2 separate regions of the Mus musculus genome follow, and region 2 is linked to region 1. Evidence: chromatin contacts called from public Hi-C data. All regions are on one chromosome and are shown on one strand. The core of a region is the stretch at or near the end of the contact, and the rest is flanking DNA. Distances in the headings are between cores, read along the strand shown.

Evidence for each region. A called contact is a pair of places that touch in the nucleus more often than the background predicts.
Region 2: a Hi-C map of the 3T3-L1 cell line shows a contact between it and region 1, with 2.6 times the contacts expected there. The contact joins two enhancer-like sites. A contact is called at or near these places in 2 of 484 Hi-C or Micro-C datasets (the 3T3-L1 cell line and cortical neurons) and 1 of 9 other capture datasets (embryonic stem cells).

Annotation. Positions count from the first base shown.
Region 1 is chr3:21,759,416-21,763,803 of GRCm38.p6, reverse strand. All of the region lies in intron 1 of 7530428D23Rik (RIKEN cDNA 7530428D23 gene), which reads left to right. Among named protein-coding and RNA genes, the nearest start is that of 7530428D23Rik, 39 kb to the left of the region's middle. Within about 2 kb of position 1,688, at least 47 of the 459 cell types and tissues checked have an H3K27ac peak or open chromatin away from gene starts, as enhancers often do.
Region 2 is chr3:22,188,555-22,192,694 of GRCm38.p6, reverse strand. Tbl1xr1 (transducin (beta)-like 1X-linked receptor 1) reads right to left here. Exons shown (of 16, transcript NM_030732.3): 5 at 2,705-2,927; 6 at 1,648-1,780; 7 at 1,162-1,303; 8 at 612-675; 9 at 428-525. Among named protein-coding and RNA genes, the nearest start is that of Tbl1xr1, 110 kb to the right of the region's middle. Within about 2 kb of position 1,999, at least 13 of the 459 cell types and tissues checked have an H3K27ac peak or open chromatin away from gene starts, as enhancers often do.

The DNA of each region.
Region 1 (4,388 bases), core at 439-2,938:
ATGTAAGGGTCAAGTTATCCTGGCCTATTTTAGGTCCTTTTGAAAACCATTCCTTATCCACTCCTGTGTCTGATCTAGTGTCATTCTGTCTATTAAAGTCTTGAAAATATATTTGAAAAATGTTAGCAGAAGACTAGCTTCCATAAACTCAGAATCTAAGAATGTCATTAGATAATTCTGAAATATATAGAAGTTTTCTCTGCTTTTTTTGTAACCTGCCTATCAATGCCTTCAATAAATGCCTTCAAATATGACTTTTTTGTTTCCTAACTTAAAAATCCCACGTATCACTATCATAGTGGAGCTTGCCTTTTCAGGACAAACTAAATCCGTATTCCCAGATAATAGTAATTAATATCTAGCTCCATAATAATCATTCATTTCCTTTTAGGTGAGAGTTTTCTTTCTTTCTTTCTTTCTTTCTTTCTTTCTTTCTTTCTTTCTTTCTTTCTTTCTTTCTTTCTTTCTTTCTTTCTTTCTTTCTTCTAATCATGTCTCTAAGGTAGAGGTATCTCTTGTTTTAGTTTTCCCAAGGAGAGAAAATACAAGGGAGAATTATTGGACATACACGTGGTGGTTTCTTTTTAGTTTATGTATTCATTTAAAGACTTATTTTCATTATCTGTTTTACAGTGTATCTGTGTGTTTGCATGTGGGTGGGAGGATATAGGTACTTATAGAGTCCAGAGGTGTCAGATCCTCTGCAGCTGGAGTTATAGGATGTTGTGAGCTGCCTGGCACTGGTACAAGGAACTGAATTCAGGTTCTCTGCAAGAACAGTATGCACTTTTAATTGTTGAGCCATCTTTCCAGTGTCTCTTTTATTGTTAAAGCACTATTTCAATAGTAAGTGGTACACTTTCTTTCTCCTTGATATATACATTGTTCTGATATCTTTTAGAAGTAGTCTCCTATGAAACACTCTCATAGGTCAATAATCTTGTTTTTATTTAACTTATCATTATCCTTTGTATTTAACAAGAACAATTTAAAAAAATTCTTAAATGGACAAATGGATTAAAAGAAAGGCAATGAAAATGGTCAAAGTGATACAATATATTTTTTTAAATCCCTTTCTGATCTCATTCTAACATGGGTCACTAATCAGTTAAATTTGAGGTACATACCATTTAAGACTAATTTATTTCAAAGGACACCAGAGTCCTGACAAAAGATTCACAGTGTCTTAGTTTACTCTGAGGCTTCCTGGAAAAGTGGAGTTCAGGAAGGAGAAAGGCAGCCTAGATATGGGCAGGCCATGGCCTTTCCCTCACCTAGGTCCTGTACAGGTACCTAGCAGCCACTGAGAAAGGAAGACATTCCAAGCAATTCTGGGAAGGCAGATTGATAGTCGTGCTGTTAGCTTCTAAAGAATTCTGTAACTCAGCTAAAGCAAAAAATGGCTGGGCTGCAGGTATTTTTGCTGAGGAAGTGGCACCTGTGGTCAGCAAGTCTGGGCAAAGTTCTGCTAGGTTAGAGGTAAGCCTCATCTGATTTTCAGAGAATCTGGGCAAAATAGAATGCACGTCCCAAAAGAAATGAGGATGGGACAGCCACACTGTTTCCTGAAGGGAAAATGGTGTGTTTGTGGAAGATCCTGTGTGGCATATTTGTGGGCTGGGGGGTGGTGGTGAAGCATGTTGGCACGGAGAGTGGAGACTCTAGGGTGAGTGGAAGCTTGCCAGTCTGCCTCAGCTATGATGCAACATCATCAGCCGTGGCACCACCCTGAAAACCACTGTGTTTGGAGCCAGGGATATACTCAGATGTGCCAGTGCCAATGTATTTTGCATCATAATTAAAGCAACATGGCCACTAATTCTTACCCAGAAATTCTCATCTCCTAGGTCTGCAGACAAATGGCTTTTGCTTTCAGGAGCAGGAAACTTTGAAGAACTTATGCAGTCTCCTTCTTGCCTCGAATAAGGTGGAGCATTACTAATGCTGAACCCACAGAAAAGAGACCTGAGTATAAGTAGACCAAAATCTTCCAGACTTCCTACTTTGGCCAAAATAGCACAGAAAGAAGGCTCTAAGTGCTTGGTTCCTTCTAGCCCCAGGTCTCAGTCATAGTCCTATTATCACCGACAAAATTGATGTGCCATATTTTGTTGAGATTCTTTCCTTTAAGCTAAATATGGTGAAGGCCTTCCTAACCATTGAAACATGGGGGTACAGTACTAACCCCACAGGTCATAATGCAAGGAGTATTAGCAATACCCAGGCTTGGATTCTATGTAAGTTGAGTTCTGGCTAGGGCTGAAAGTGGAAACAATCACTATTGGCTTGCAAAAAATTTACTTGGGTGATAATTTGAAGATGGAGATCTTGGCTATGTATGACAGACCACAATGCCTTTAGCCAAAGAACAAAAGCTCAACCCCAAATCAGAATGTTTGGTCTTTCTTGCCAAACAAATTCATGTTTGGGAACTTCTAGGCAGCTGTCTGGGATTACCTACTGCTTAGTCATAGAGATGAAGTATTAGTGTGATTAAGTAGCTGTGTATTCTTCTGTCAAGTTGGTATTTACATCAGGGGTATCTGAGTCCCTATAAGGACTTTCTGTTGTCTGCAGGTGAGGTAGGAAAGGTGGGGTAAGAGGAGACAGTGAAGCTTCTCCTCTGGTCATAACTCTTGGATATCTGTGTTCTTCCCTCTTCTCAATGTCTAAACTTTCATTCCTTCTTGCCTGGGTGATTTATAATCCTCTGACTTCATCTTTCCTCCTTTGACCCTTGTCCTTATCTGAACTCTGTTCTCGTCTCTCCATGAGCTAGCTTATCTTTCAACTAACTTCCTACTTAAAGTAAAACTCAGGCCATGTCTTTGTCTCAATAACTTCACATTTCATAATCTTATACTGAAGACTAGCCACAGACCCTTCAGGACATTTAAAGCTTGTTTTCTATTTGTGTTTCCCAACTGAAATCTTTATATTTTTCCCCCATATTTTTGAGACTTGTTGTAAGTAGTAGAAACAGTGGTGAGCAAAACAGTCCTGTTTCTTACTGCTTCTGTCAGGTCCATGAGCTCAAACTCCCGGATATTCCCTCTGGGCTTCAGCTACTTGGGCCTCAGCACATACCATCCTATCTTTCTGGGAGACTTTTCCTTCCAGGCTCTGGTTAACATACTTTAGGGCTTAGTTTAAGCACTCACTTTCCATGAAGCTTCTTGTGGTTTATGTTCTGTGCCCCTGATGAGGTCAAGAGATTATTCTTGGTTGATAGGGTGTTCTCTACCTCTCATGGTAGTCACTTCTGAATACACAGACTCAAGTTCTATCTTTTCCTTCTTTTGGGGGAATAGCAATGTACAATGAGCTTAAAGATTCAGCTTTAAAAACTGGTCCTAGTTTCATTTCTGTTGCTGTGATAAAATAAAAGGATTTATTTCAGCTTACAATTTTAGATTAGTGCCTATTATGGTGGAGAAGTCAAGACAGGAGCTTCAAACAAAGAGTCACATCATATCCATAGTCAAGAGTGGAGAGGAATTAATGAATTCATGTTAATCTGCTCACTTGTTTGTGCTCACCTTGATTTCTTTTCTTGTTCTTTTTTCAATTTTTTTATTAGATATTTTCTTCATTTACATTTCAAATGCTATCCCGAAAGTCCCCTATACCCTACCCCTGCCCTGCTCCTCTACCCACCCACTCCCAGTATTTGGCCCTGGCGTTCCCCTGTACTGGGGCATATTAAGTTTGCAAGACCAAGGGTCCTCTATTCTCAATGATGGCCGACTAGGACATCTTCTGCTACATATGCAAGTAGAGACACAAGCTCTCGAGTGTACTGGTTAGTTCATATTATTGTTCCACCTATCGGGTTGCAGACCCCTTCAGCTCCTTGGGTACTTTCTCTAGCTCCTCCATTAGAGGCCCTGTATTCCATCCGGTAGAAGACTATGCGTATCCACGTCTGTATTTGCCAGGCACTGGCATAGCCTCACCAGAGACAGCTATATCAGGGTCCTGTCAGCAAAATCTTGCTGGCATGTGCAATAGTGTCTGCGTTTGGTGGCTGATTATGGGATGGATCCTTGGATGGGGCAGTCTCTGGATGGTCCATCCTTTCATCTCAGCTCCAAACTTTGTCTCTGTAACTCCTTCCATGGGTATTTTGTTCCATATTCTAAGGAGGAATGAAGTATCCACGCTTTGGTCTTCCTTCTTCTTGATGTTCTTGTGTTTTGCAAATTGTATCTTGGATATTCTAAGTTTCTGGGCTAATATCCACTTATCAGTGAGTGCATATCAAGTGAGTTCTTTTGTGATTGGGTTACCTCACTCAGGATGATATCCTCCAAATCCATCCATTTGCCTAAGAATTTCATAAATTCACTGTTTTTAATTGCTGAGTAGGACTCCATGGTGCAAATATA
Region 2 (4,140 bases), core at 750-3,249, 430 kb before region 1:
GAAACTGCTTATGAAAGTGCCAAGTGCTGGCTTTTCCCGAATCCTTCATCTCCCTTTTAAAAGTGTTCACTGAAAATATGAGTCTCAGCCAGTTCCTGTCTCCTTCCCCAGCACTACCCAACTGATTAAGAGCCTGGGCGTTGCTGATGGAAACAGCCACGGCTGCCCCTGAGAAAGCCTGAGAAGCACCAAGAACTTCATTCCATGCTTCACGAGAGTCAAACCCCAGAAGAAAATGAGGAACGGTCATAGCAACACAGATACAATGAGCAGACTCAGGAAAACAAGTAGACAATATAAGACATTTCTAGTACTGTGACAAATTCATGCTTGAACGAACTCAAGTCTGCTTCAGTGATTAGCAGGAAAGAAAAAAATATTACTTTCAAATATATTCTTGATAGAGCTTGGCTGAATGTTCATTTACCTTATCTACGCCAGCACTTAGGATGAAATTTCCTTTCTTATTCCATTTTAATGCAAATATAGGACCTTTATGCTGCCCCAAGGTGCTGGCAAGATTACCTAAATTAAAAACAAACAAACACACACATTAAAATTACTTCAAACTTTTAAATTTAGAACATCAATAAAGTTAGAAAATGTCATACCATCTTTAGTCCATATTCTGGCAAATCCATCATATGACCCAGTTGCTAGAAGTGTACCTTCACTCTGGCAGAGAAACACATTTTGTTTATTACACAACTCAAAAGGCCATTTAATTACTACACACATGTTGCCTGTTTAAGTCCCAGGCACAAAAGACCCTGATCTATGTGTAAGTGCCAACAAAGGCTGGCAAACCCCCACCCCCTAATGAAGGCGGTGTTCTCGGACAGGCCAATCCCAGTGTGTGCACCGGCAGGAAGTGCTGTGGAGCAGGACTGCAGTCCCTATGCAGAACATTTTCACAGGTGACCATGAGTGAGGATGGGGCAAGTGTAGACCAGGAAGGACAACATAAAAATGATACCATGAGAATGCTTTTTATAAGAAGTAAAAAGCAAAGCCTACAATTCACTCCTAAATTCTGATTAGGATTTTAGGAATATGGGGCCAGATTGAAGCTAAAATTGGGATCTAATTTCAAGATTATATAATGCCAAGTCCTCAAATGTCTTCATTCACAGACCATTTATGCAAGAACAAAACACTCACATTCCAATCTAGAGACGTGACATCCTTGTTACTGGGCACGTCCTGCCCTCCTTCCCGTATGCAGTGTCTAAGCACGAGCTGCGTAGGGCCACTCGTGCTGTTCTCACTGAGGTTCCAGATTCTTGCCGTGGAGTCTCCAGACCTTCAGAGTCAAAAAATCGGCTTAAGTCTTCATATAAGCAAGCATTCCAGAACCCAAGCCATACATTTAACACCTGAATAAGAAGTAGACTACCAGATATAAACATTTCTAATATTTCTCTTTTAGAGCTCCTACCAAGTAATAATACTAACCTACTAAGGTAAAATGACCGGAAAGTGAAATCTATGTAGCAGTCCTTTTGTTGAGGTATTCTTAGATGCCATTGTCATGCTGCACGTGACATAATCCCAGGACACAGTGCATCAACAAGGCAAGGTTACAGAGTAAATCCTGTCTAAAACAACAAAATACTCAACAGCTAGAAAGCTCTTTGAAAAACCTACCCTGATGCCAGGAGATCACTAACAGGGTTCCAGGCACAGATGAAAACTTCAGATTCATGGCCCCGAAGCACAACCGCTTTATTGGAAGGGATTTCCACATCCCCATCTACTTCCATCATGTCAGTGTGATTATCTGCAGCATGAGAAGTAGCAGTTCTGTCAGAAGGTAAGCACATTTCTAGCAAGTATGGCTGTACTAGTTTTAAAAGTGTGAGTGTTTATGCCCAGAGAATGTGTATGTGGAAGTGGTAAAAAAAAGAAAGGGGGAAAAAGGGCTATACCTCAGCATGGCTGAATTAAACAGCCTGTAACAATACTATTCTGAGTTCTGCCAGTAGGGGTTGCTGATATCATTTCTATAGCATGAGTCATCTTTATTGCTCACCATCAGAGCCTTGCTGGATGTTTATAACAGGGACTACTAGAAATTTTACTTAGAAATCAACTGCAGATGCAATGTTCACTTAAGAGTAGAAAGGGGTTTCAGAAACATTTAGGAACAAACAAACATTCAGTGTATTTAGCTTTTTAGAATCTTAGGTAGAAAATATGAACTGTGTGATGCACTATACTGCCTGTTTTTGTGTGTCAACTTGACACAGCTGGAATTATCACTCAGAAAGGAGCTTCAGTTGAGGAAATGCCTCCATGAGATCCAACTGTAAGGCATTTTCTCAACTGGTGATCAAGGGGGGAAAGCCCACTGTGGGTGGTGCCATCCCTGGGCTGGTAGTCTTGGGTTCTATAAGAGAGCAGGCTGAGCAAGCCAGTAAAGAACATCCCTCCATGGCCTCTGCATCAGCTCCTGCTTCCTGATCTGCTTGAGTTCCAGTCCTGACTTCCTTGGTGATGAACAGCAGTATGGAAGTGTAAGCTGAATAAACTCTTTCCTCCCCAACTTGCTTCTTGGTCATGATGTTTGTGCAGGAATAGAAACCCTGACTAAGCGAAGCATGTTGGGGGGTAAAGACAAACACTGGCTATCAGTACAGCTCTAAGGATGGGGCAATGGAGAACAGTAGTGTGTGCTGAGCATCTCCAAGCATTCTCGGCTCACTTGCGATGGTATGTGCTCCATTCTCCTCCCCATTTGCTGTATTCTCTCCATTTTTTGCAGATCCTTGCTGGTTAGTGGCGGCAGCAGCGGCAGCGGCTGCGGCTGCATGCTGCTGTGCAAGCTTGTCTCTGTAGGCTTGTTGTCTTGTTTGGACTACATCGGGCATAACAGCATCTATCAGGGACAGAGACTCGATGGGTCGACCATCAAATAAGGTGCCATCCTGGGGTTGGAAAACCGGGAAAGAAAAATGAGATGTAGTCATGAGGTTAACAAACATTCCATTAACAAAATGAACAACTTCATTCTAAGGAAACCGTGAACGTGAGCAAGAAGGAGGAAGGGGGCAAGAATGACAAAGATGCAAACAGCCACCAACTGTCACTGAGGTCCTGCTGAACTCTGCACAAAGACAAACCAATACAAGAGGCCATTCACAAAAGCTTAAAGATAATAAAATGATAATGTATAACATCCAGGTAAGAAAAGCTGTTAGTAAAAAACACTGACCAATATGAATATGTCATACCACGGGATCCAGGCCTTGGAATAAAGGAAAGCACCTGTACTGACCGGGAGCAGATCTTGACCTTACTGGTTTTCTCTAAACATTACAGGATGATCATACACAGAAGTCATCTAGATGTGTGTGATACACAAACTTGACATTAGGAGTAAATGAAGGGACCCACAGATAATGCTAACTGTGGCAATGTGGTAACCCACCGCTGAGGATACCAAAAGGGAACTGGACTACTTTAAACAGCTAAAATCTTTTCATTTACTTTTACAAAAAAAAAGGGGGGGGGGGGGAGGGCATGTGTTTACCTCTACATATTCCGGCCATACACTAAACATTGTAGCTACAACAAAGTTCTACTCAGAAAGAACATGCAGTGTGTGCTTATGAATGCTTTAAAGGCTGTAAGGTCCTTGTTACAGCGCCTCATGTTCCCAGCAGCTACCCAGTGACAGTCCAGAACTAAATGAGCTCGGCTGTGCTACAAAGCTAATTTATAGAATCAGGGAGCAGGTAAGATGGCCTCAGGCACAAGTAGCATGCCAACACCAGAAATAAACACACTACTTCCACATGAACCTTGGACACGAAGCTCTGAGAATCAATGTTGGCATCAATTATAAATAAATTGGCTTCCAACATCAGGGTACATGAAACTAACAGTGTTTTTTTATGTCCTTGCCATCAGTTTGTTCTTAGTACTCTCCAGCCAAATTACTTATGTGTTAAACATGATTTCCTTTGCTTACATACATACACACACACACACACACACACACACACACACACACACACGCAGAGGAATAGTCTACAGAAATTATCCGCTGGTATGAAGACCAGTACAGTTATGAAGAATAATTTTAATCTGTCTGAACCCATGAAGTCAAGGTCAGATACTCAATAAACAACCACATTT